Regions from separate parts of the Mus musculus genome. Here region 1 is linked to region 2. The links are chromatin contacts, called in public HiChIP or PLAC-seq maps. All regions are on one chromosome and are shown on one strand. The core of a region is the stretch at or near the end of the contact, and the rest is flanking DNA. Distances in the headings are between cores, read along the strand shown.

Region 1 (4,746 bases), core at 531-3,030, 65 kb before region 2:
GAGACAACTGTCATTGGCAGCAAGACGGAGGCAAAAGACATTTGGGGTGTAGTTTTGGAGGTGGGTTGCATTAGTAAAGGGGAAGGGTGTTGTCTCACAGGTTGGATATAGAATACTCAGCTGTTGAGGCTGAGGCTAGGGAGGAAAGGGTGAGAATAGGAAGTTACTCCAAAGTGAGATTCTGTTTGTAATGTATTAAAATTGAAACACCAAACAGGCATTTAGGGAGAAGGCCAGCTAAGTCACACATTTGGAATGGTGGACACTGATGAGAACTGAAGGATTTCAAGTCAGGCCAAGGAAGTAGCTCAGGGGTAGAGTGCTAGCCAGCATGTGCAGGCCCCGGGTTGGGATCTCAGGGCGGGGTGTGTGTGTGTGTGTGTGTGTGTGTGCGCGTACTGAGGATGGAAGAGCGTCTGCAGCATTGAGATGGCTGTGGTGAGGACAGTGGCAGAGGACATGTCTGTTCTTTTCAGCTCTGTGTTCACCTCCAGACCCAGAGCACAGGGCAAAGAGCCAGAAACAGAGTTTGTGGAGCTGAAAAATAACTATTTCTTCCATTTACAAAATCCATTTTGGGTTTGTATTCAAAATTGTGTCTTTATGATAGATAGATAGATAGATAGATAGATAGATAGATAGATAGATAGATAGATAGATAGACAGACAGGTAGATAGACAGATAGACAGACAGACAGACAGATCAAACGTCCCTCTAGCCTCTTAATCTTTTCTCCAGGAGCCTTTTCTGTATAACGAGTTCTCTCATTCCCAAGCATGTGTTGATTTCCGTCCTTTACCTCCGCTCACTTCTGTGGCCTGGTTTATCCTCTTTTCTAGCTCCATTGCTTGCCTGCACTGCTCTGACTGATGTGTTAAAATTAGAACTTCCGATAAGTGTTCATTCATTCTCTGACCCTAACCTGTCTCAGGGTCACCTGGAACACACTGAGTACTCCATAGGCATTTGTCCTTCTAAGTAGGTGGTCGAGTCCACCTTTCTGTCTCCCGTCATAATCGTATTTGGGTGGGAGGCGGCTTGTTCTCCATGCTGACGTCTGCCTGGTGTTTCAGGTGCAACAGTTACAAGGAGTTTACAACTTGCAAGAACAGCACTTCTGGACACTCTGTTCTGATGTTTACGTGGGAACCTTGAAGCTCGTGGTAGCCCCTGATGCTGACGCCAGGTGGATCTTAAGCCAAACGCATAATATTTTTACTCAGGTATGACTTGTTAGAAATCTCTTTTAGGAAACGTATATTTCCTTGTATCTTGCTAGCTTTAAAAATCCTATAACTAACATATCAAATATAGAAGCTACTAAAGTAAAGGAGGAAATGCTCTCAGTCAGAGTCAAGCTTAGACTTGATCTAGGGCCTTCTATTTTAGTTAGTATTGTTGGCTGGAGTCTAAACATTCCTCTAAGCAGAGTTACTTTTCTGTTACGAATGTCACTACGTACATATTTCTCTTTCTCTGCCTTCACATCTTCAGACATGAATAGAATACGCACTCTAGTTAAGTTCAAGGCATTACATAAATGAGAGATTCTGCCTCCTGATGAGAGACACACATGCTTAGGTTGCTTATGAATGAATTACTGACAGATATAATGTTAATTAGGTTTTACATAATCCTAATCTTTGATGCAGTTAATACTGTGCGCTGATTCTACTTGTCTGGAATTTTAGCAGCTTTCTGAGAAGACACAGTATATAAATGTGACTCATCTATATAAATGTGTATCACCGTGGCTTTCATAATGAAACCTTGGAGGCCCAGGCAGTATGTCTAAATTCTTCTCATACGGACTCCATGTTTCAGGGCCAAGGAGAACAATGTGGCAGTAACCTGCAGGCTGCCTTCTCCAGACTACCACCCTCCCTCATCCTGTGGCTTCTAGTGCTGCTGCTGCCCTCGAAGTGGGGCTTCTGTGGGTCTCCTGTGGGCCTCCTGGGACTTCTGTGGGTCTCCTGGGCTTTCTGTATGCCTCCTGTGGGTCTTCTGGGCCTCCTGTGGGCCTCCTATGAGCCTCCTGTGGGCCTCCTCTGGGCCTCCTGGGACTCCTGAGCACCCTGATGCTAATGGCTTTGCCACTCAGGCAGTGTTCCCAGTGAAAAGGAATGTGCTTCCTACTCTGTGACCTGTGCTAGCAGCCACTGTCTGTCCGGGCTGCTTGGACTGTAATCTCGGACCACAGGGAGGCCTCCTGAGGCACAAACCTGGATTTTAGAAACAGGAAATATTAAAGTTCCTTCAGCTGCCTCGTCTGTTTCAGAAACTGTATTTGGGCATTGAATATTTTCAGCCTTTTTTATCAGCTAAGGTCCTGACTAGTTGATTCCATTCCCTGTAGCTACCAGAGAGTCCTTTGAGGCTAGCTGTGAGAATACTCAAACGCATTCCCCACCACACACAGGAGAGCAAGGGGGCAGGGTCACATCTCTAAAATAACTTTTATTCCTATGCCTAATGATTTTAATCTATTTTAGTTCTCACATACTAGAATAGGACAGTTAAATAATTTATTTCTTTTTCTGCAATGTTCTTGTTGCATGAGTAAATATCAGGGGTTTCTGTAACAAATTTCATTTCATGAAATGTAAATTGTTAAATTACTTCGTATTTTAAGTTACATCTTACTCATAACTCTCATTTGTCAAATTGAAACCTCTCACTTACTGTTTTTTGTTTTGTTTTGGAGGGGAAAATAATCGTGACCCTCAGGTCAGTGAAATGTCTCAGCAGGTAAAGTGCCTTGCTGCCTGGCCTGGGGACCTGACCTCAGGGACAGGAAGAGAGAATTGACTCCTGACCTCCCCAAGCAACCACACAAAATGAACAGATACAGAAGTAACTAGATCAGATTTTTAAATACACCGATGCTTTCTCGTATTGAAAGTTTCTGGTCTTGGTTCTAAAGCAGGAGAACTTGCTGCTGAGTCTCTCCTGCATTTGTTGAACTTTGCTTGTCTCCCTTACAGCTGACCCTAAGAGTGGAAGAGATGGGCTTTGAATTGAAAGAAATGGAAATCAGAAAGTTGTACGGTTCTATTATTTAGTACTCGGATGCTAAGTCTGTGGTGACTTTAGAACTCTGGGGCATCATCATCCTCGGTAATTCCATTTTCCAGGTCACTCATTTCTTTCAAGGAGCTAAAGAAATGGGCTTGTGTACAGGCGTGTAGTGTAGGGAAAGGAGCTGCCGCAGTCGCTCCGGTGCTCAGGCTCCGGGGTTACCAGCTAGGTGTAGCCTAGTGCTCAGGCCCTAGGTTTCCCTGTGTGTCAGTCAGAGTCTTCCTCATTCTACACCTAATAGTTTTCGAAATTACCAGTTGATACCTGGAGGGATGGAAAGTTTGCTTTTTGTGTTTACTTAGAAACAGAACAGAAAGTAAGGCTCGGGATTAGAAAGCAATTTGGTGGTCCAAAGTTTTTGTTTTAAACTGGCCATGATCACTTGTTAATCTTTTCACGGTATACTTCACAGTTATAATTACAACCTTGAATTTTAAAATTACAACCTTGAATTTTTAAATATGCTCTGTTTCGTTAGAAGTGATGTTTGAAGAAAAAAGTCTTAAATATATTCAGAGATCTAGAATATGCCTGGGGTTCATTATGCTACTTGGTTACCCAGAGCACAGAAGACAGCCAGACCTCCTCCACACTCTCTCCTGGCGGAGCCCTCCTTCATTTCCCTGTCCCTGCTCTCTCTCCCCATGGTGCCTGCTAAGTCCTAAGCCCCCAGCATCCTGAGCCCCTGGCTTCCTGCTTCTGCCTTTTGTGCTCTGTTCTCTGACCTCAAAATAGAAGTGAGCAGTTATATCCAGGAAGGAATTAAAAAGCCTCCTCCCAAACACAAGTCAGAGTCTCTAAGTTACAGAAGCCTCCGCCTCCTCCAGCCTCCTGTGTTCAGAAGCCTCCCTCTGACTGACCAGTGGCTCATTCAGGCCTGTGTTGTCTGCTTGAAGGATACACACAGAAGAAAGGGTCATCTCCCCTTCTCTGACTTCGTTTCTGGTTTTCTACCCTTGCCAACTTGTTTTTAACCTTTTTGTAATGGGCTTTAGTGTTCACTGAGTATTGATGTTGCTTGCCTGCTCGGCAGACACTTTCTTGGCCATCTTTCTCTTATTTTACTTTGTCGTATGTACCTAACGTTCAGGAGGCTGATTGACAGCCCTGGGTCTTCTGCACCCCTAGGTTTGTGTTGCACATTACACTGTAGAGTGCCAGTGCTCGTTGACTCCTTGGTGGTGGTGACAGGGCTTGCAGCAGCAGCAGCAGCAATGCTGGTGCCTCCTGACAGTGACAGGTACTGCGACAGGAATTAATGGATCAGTTACCACAGGGTGGGTTCTAAGAAAGAAACCAGATCTGTTTTCTTTCCTTTTATTATTATTATTTTTTGTTTTTGATGGTGGTGGTCTGGGGATGCTAAGTAAACACTGAACTGTATCCTCAGTTCTTGGTTTTTCCCACTGTCTCACTAGGTAGCCCAGGCTAGCCTTGAAGTTGTTCTGTAGCTAGGGCAGCTTCAAAGCTGCAATCCTCCTGCCCCTGCTTCTGCTTCTGCTTCTGCTTCTGGAGCACTGAGATAACAGGGGCGCCATGATAACCTGGTATATTGTTATTCTTGACTTATAATTCAGTCATGGTTAGTTACATTTCATTAATTCTGTAGTCTCTTTCATGGAAAAGTAAGATGGTTTTACATGACTTCATTCAACATTTTAAAAAAT
Region 2 (5,107 bases), core at 61-2,560:
TAATTCATGACCAACTTAAGAAGAAGCCTATTTAGGATTCAAGATTTTTAACATAACCCTGAAACCTTCAAAATTCTGAGTTGTGAATCTGAGAGATATGACCGGAAGTTCTCTGGCCCACACTTTTATATGGAAGACTTGACAATTTAAAAAAACAAAACAAAACAAAAAAACCTTCCTCTCCTCCTCTAACAACACATCAGCATCTTATCTCAATATAGGGTTCACTTTAAGTTTGACAATCAAGCAGAAACTGACCCTTCTTGTTGTAACTATTATTTACATATTTACCCTGTTTAAGGTATATAATGCACTAATACATCCTCTGGTTACTTAGTCACTCTATATGTACATGTGGGAATGACAGCCTTCCTGGGAGAGTACATGTAAGGTCTCTTTGGCTATGTTGCAGACAAAAAAAAATGAGATCGCTGTTCCCTATGGAACTACTTCAAAGACGGAAGCTTTCAGATCGCTTGCTGAATGTATAAGCAACTCATTAAGCCTGTGTCAGCACCTCATTAGCACTCAACTCGGAAAGGATGTCTGGCTAGCTCATGAAATAACGGATTTGATAACTATCCCCAAGAGTGTAAAATAACTTTTTTTTTTTTATTTACTGGAGAAAGGCACAAAATTAGACTTGTAAAGTAGGACAAACTACCGTTTCATTTCCCAAGTCACTGAGTATGAAGTAGATCTTAATGGACAGGGTGTGTGTTTTACAGGGGCTTAAAAAAAAAAAAAAAAAGCAGACGCTTAGAGTCTGTGCAGTCTAGGGTAGGAGAATCGGACGCTAGCTAGATGTCTTCCCCAGAGGCCTGGGGACTTTAATCACGTACCAGGGCTTCCTTCCCTACAGTCAGGACTGAGGTGTAGGCTTCCAGATACACGCGACTGCATCGTCTCACAACTTCCAGGCCCTTGACTGTGATGTCCTTGGCATCTCCCAGGCCCAAGCCGATCAAGTAAAGCATTCCGAACTCCAGGGATGGGGAGACTGCAGAGCGAAGTGAACAACAGAAAAACGTCAGCTAACACCGGGGACCTAAAGTCTAGGGATGAACATAAAAACCAAGGTGGCACCCTGCGTGCGTCCGACACTCCTGCATACTCTTAGAAAATAATGGAATGACTGTTTTTAAAAGTGTGATCCGATTACCCGCTTAGAGACTCGGAGGTGATTCGCTGACGTCCCTCAAAGTCTCACTGCAGCCTTTTAATAATTGCAGTCCCCAAACCATGTGCCCATCAGAGACAGAGCTTCCGGGTCTCACCTAACGGCGCCGTAAAGCGCAGAGCCCTTCACAGCACTTTACGACTGGCAGGAGGCGGAGATGACAGACCGCTCCAGGAACGAGCTATAGAGCGATCGCATACCCCCCGCAAGGCCCTCCAGGACTCGCTGACTCCCGGGCAGAGGTCAAGGGTCAGGAATGGGTCCAGCTGTGCGCCTGGAAAGGACCCAGCGTGCCCACGCTCCCGGCAAGCCAGGACTCAAACATCCCCAAAGGGCGTCCGGGCTGATGACGATAGCTCCCAATCGCCCTCCAGACGCACACTGGCAGGAACAACCGGAGGGACTTCCCTGACCGACCCCGCGTTTGCTCAGCTTTGAATTCCCGCTCTGTAGATCTGTCGCAATTTAACCAGAAGTCACCCTGGTGAGGGGACAGGTTGGCTTGCCCTGCTGAGTGTGGTTGTTAAGTTCCCAGGGGGGGGGGGGGGGCTGTGACTCCTTCTAGGGGTTTGTCCCTGGGATCTGATACCAGAATGCCTCAAGGGAATCTGCCTTAGTCACCCTCGGTGGAGAGTGACCTTTTAAGAGTGCTCAAGGGATGACTAAATACGAATGTGATGACATATACGGATGAAAAATGCCATAATGAAGCCCATTACTTAGTATGCTAACCAAAGGATAATTTTAAAAAAGAAAGTAGTTCTATGGCGGGAAGCGCATAACAAAAAGGAAAGTGCTTTAAACCTCTCAGCGGTTGTTGCAGAGATTCTTAAAGATTGGTTACACGCAGCTCCAGTAAGCGAAAAGTTTACACTGCAGATGCTCTTCCTAAATTCACTGGTAACTTTATCCAAGTTGGGAAGACAGTTCATTGCTTCTCTTGGCACAATGTAATGGCCTTTCAGATTTTTCTTAAGTCTAGCCTTTTCCTCCAAGGGTGCACGAAGACCTGATTCTCCCTGTTCCCACTAAATTGATTTATTCTTTGCACCATATTAAAATACATACACCTCAAAATAGATCATGGTGTAAATGGAAAGACCTAAAATTATAACAGAAGAAAAAAAAAAAAGAAAAGAAAAGAAAATCTGACCTATCCAGGGAGAGATTTCTCAGGTATGCTATAAAAGGCATGTTGCAAAGAGAGAGGAAAAAAAGTCATACTTTAATAATAAAAACTCCCTTCAAAAGACTGAAGTCGTACACTGAGAGAAAATGTTTGCAAACCAGAAATTTGACAAAAGACTTGTCAACAGAGCAAACAAACCAAAGGAAGGCTATCAAGATGCTGGTAAAGGAACTTGTCACGCAAGTCTGACAACCTGAGTTTAATCCTGGAACCCAGTTAAAGGTGGAAGAAAAACAACTCCACAGAGGTCTCCCCTGACCACCACAGGCTGGCACACCCACACACACCCCCACACCCCCCCACACACAAACAAATTAATAATAAACTGAAGATGAATTCAAATCTAATGGATTCTTAAATGGAACAAGAAAACAACTCAATGTGGAAAAATGTACAAAAGATTTTGAGTGATAACAAATAAGATAGGCTAATAACAGATAAGCATTTTAAAACTTGTCTAGCCGGGCAGTGGAGGTGCACACCTTTAATCCCAGCACTCGGGAGGCAGATGCAGGCAGGTTTCTGAGTTTGAGGCCAGCCTGGTCTACAGAGTGAGTCTTGAACCCCGCCCCCGCCCAAAAAAAAATCTAGAGAAATGGTTTTCAAAGTTCTTTTTAGATTATTTTATGTGTGTGAATGTTTTCCCTGTCTGTATGTCTGTGTACCATATGTGTTCCTGTGCCCATGGAGGTCAGAAGACGGTACCAAAATCTCTGGAACTGGAGTTACAGATGTTTATAAGCCACCATGTGAGTGCTGGGAATCAAACCTGATAATCCGGAAACCTATCCAGTTCTATACATCCAGAGCTGGATTCATCACCTTCTTTACCTGCGTGGTATCTGACTCTGTATCGGGTAGGTTTGACATTCCCCCAACCCAGATATTAGTCACCCCCACACGTACTGCCAGGTCTTCTCTGTCAGAAACCATACTGACTATCACTGTGTTGGTTCAGATCCTAGCTCTATTACTCTGTTAGCTTCCCATCTTGTTCCCTTCAAATGTGTCTTCACAGAAACCAGGGAGGACTAGTAAAGATACACCCTAAAAATAGTATCCCCCTTCTAAAAAAAAAAAAAAAACTTTGGCAAAAGAAACCCCATGCTCTTAAATTTCCCATCTATGGGATGTTGAGTACCTGCCTCCCTGGTCCCCTTACATACCATGAGCGTTCTTTCAGTGGTATTGACCCACCTGTAGTTCTGTGCCCAAAGCATGCAGCCACATGCACCCTGCTGACACCTCAGCTCATCTGAACATTAAAGCCTGTCTCGTCATCAGCCTAGATTCCCACTACCGATCCTTTACACTCAGGAAGTCTCCCCAGAGGTCTCCAGCCTCTAAGCAAAGGAGTCTCCTCTACTAAAGTAATGTGTCTATAAAATAGCTGAGTCTCTTTAAAACTGCATACCTGTATAGGTCCCATGTCCAGCTGTCAATGGCCCACACAAAACAAACTCAAGGGTATATCTGTAAATGTGTGTCTTACATTGATTTGCTTGGGTGGTTTTTGTTGTTGTTGTTTTGTCTTCCTACTTTTTTGCTAGTGTACTAAGGTTTCTAGTTTTGTTTTTTTATGGTTTTTGTTTTTATGTTTATGTGTGTCCGTGTGGTTTCTGTGCTTTTTTCGCTTTTTAAAGAAATTTTGTTTTGCTTTTTTATTTGCTGTTTGTTTTCTAAAAAGATAAAGAAGGCGTAGAGTTGGATGGGGAGGTGAGGGATCTAGGAGGTGGGAGAGGGGAAACCACAGTAAGAATATATTGCATGAACTTTTAATGAAAAATAAAAATAAACAGATAAAATTGTCTTCCTGTATTTCTGCTTCATGAAAGTAATTTTCTGAAGTCATTGAGTGTGATTTCCTTGTGTCCGATTCTCTAGGCTTAGCACTGTGTGTACCTACAGTAAGTTTACAGTCAGGGTATATTTATAGATCATTATGCATTCATTAGTAGCCAAGCGATTTCTTTGAATTATATATCCTGTCTTCTGTGATGCCAGTGTGTGATATGTTCTAAATAAGTACTAGAAAGTCACTGACAAAACCTCAGACATTAGTATGTCTTGTTCACACCTCTTCAGGAAGCTGCTGGGGTTGAACGGCTTGTGATACATACCATGCACATTTTATTCACAGACCTTGGAGTATGTCAGCAAAGTTTTAATGTACAGCAAAATTTTCAAAGTTTACAATGTCCTTTTTATGACTTTAGATTTCATTGACTACTTTCTTATTTATTCATAGTAAGTAGATATGGCCAAAAAGAATATTTAGGTAATCCAAACTATAGGGGGGAAATGAAGGGGTCCTCTTCAGTAAGATGTTAAATATCATATTTTTAGATAATAGTTTCTACTCAAAATTTTCCCAGAAAGAAAGCCTTAACTTTGGTGTGAAATGTGTAATAAACCCACTTTTCTACCAGCTTTGTCTCATGGGAGACCAATACCTTTTTCTTTCCTGGGTGTCAAAAAGAAAAGTTATGGCAATCTTTTCCCTCTTCAGCGTAACAAACACAAGCAGCAAATCTTACCTAGTCTGTTTTTATAGAGCCATTCTGGGGGTATGGGGTGGGGGTTGGCTGTTTCTCCCTCACTCTTTTAAACAGTTTTCAAATATGATTGTCTTTCCCCCTGTCTCCAATAACTTATTCTTAGGAAAGGTGAAGTAATTTTACAATAAGCCTCCACAGCTTCCTAGATTCCACAGCTGTTAAGAGGTGGCTGTATTTGCT

Evidence for each region. HiChIP or PLAC-seq counts read pairs in DNA pulled down with a chosen protein or histone mark.
Region 1: a contact with region 2 is called in a BATF HiChIP or PLAC-seq map of CD8 T cells, with 6 read pairs. The contact joins the enhancer-like site here to the promoter of A930005H10Rik in region 2. A contact is called at or near these places in 1 of 39 promoter capture datasets (the 3T3-L1 cell line), 1 of 15 datasets of contacts at CTCF or cohesin (the NIH/3T3 cell line), 2 of 484 Hi-C or Micro-C datasets (both in muscle stem cells), 3 of 115 datasets of contacts at active chromatin or transcription factors (CD8 T cells, the SCID.adh cell line and thymic regulatory T cells) and 3 of 9 other capture datasets (adipose tissue, liver and pancreatic islet).

What each region holds. Positions count from the first base shown.
Region 1 is chr3:115,950,530-115,955,275 of GRCm38.p6, reverse strand. It overlaps Slc30a7 (solute carrier family 30 (zinc transporter), member 7), which reads left to right. Exons shown (of 11, transcript NM_023214.7): 10 at 1,075-1,224. Among named protein-coding and RNA genes, the nearest start is that of Mir669n, 27 kb to the left of the region's middle. Within about 2 kb of position 1,780, at least 29 of the 459 cell types and tissues checked have an H3K27ac peak or open chromatin away from gene starts, as enhancers often do. A contact at or near this core is called in CD8 T cells, where this site is marked.
Region 2 is chr3:115,884,333-115,889,439 of GRCm38.p6, reverse strand. A930005H10Rik (RIKEN cDNA A930005H10 gene) reads left to right here and starts at 1,310. Exons shown (of 2, transcript NR_015487.1): 1 at 1,310-1,676. Dph5 (diphthamide biosynthesis 5) reads right to left here and starts at 1,257. Exons shown (of 8, transcript NM_027193.2): 1 at 1,163-1,257; 2 at 843-1,000. The coding sequence starts at 977.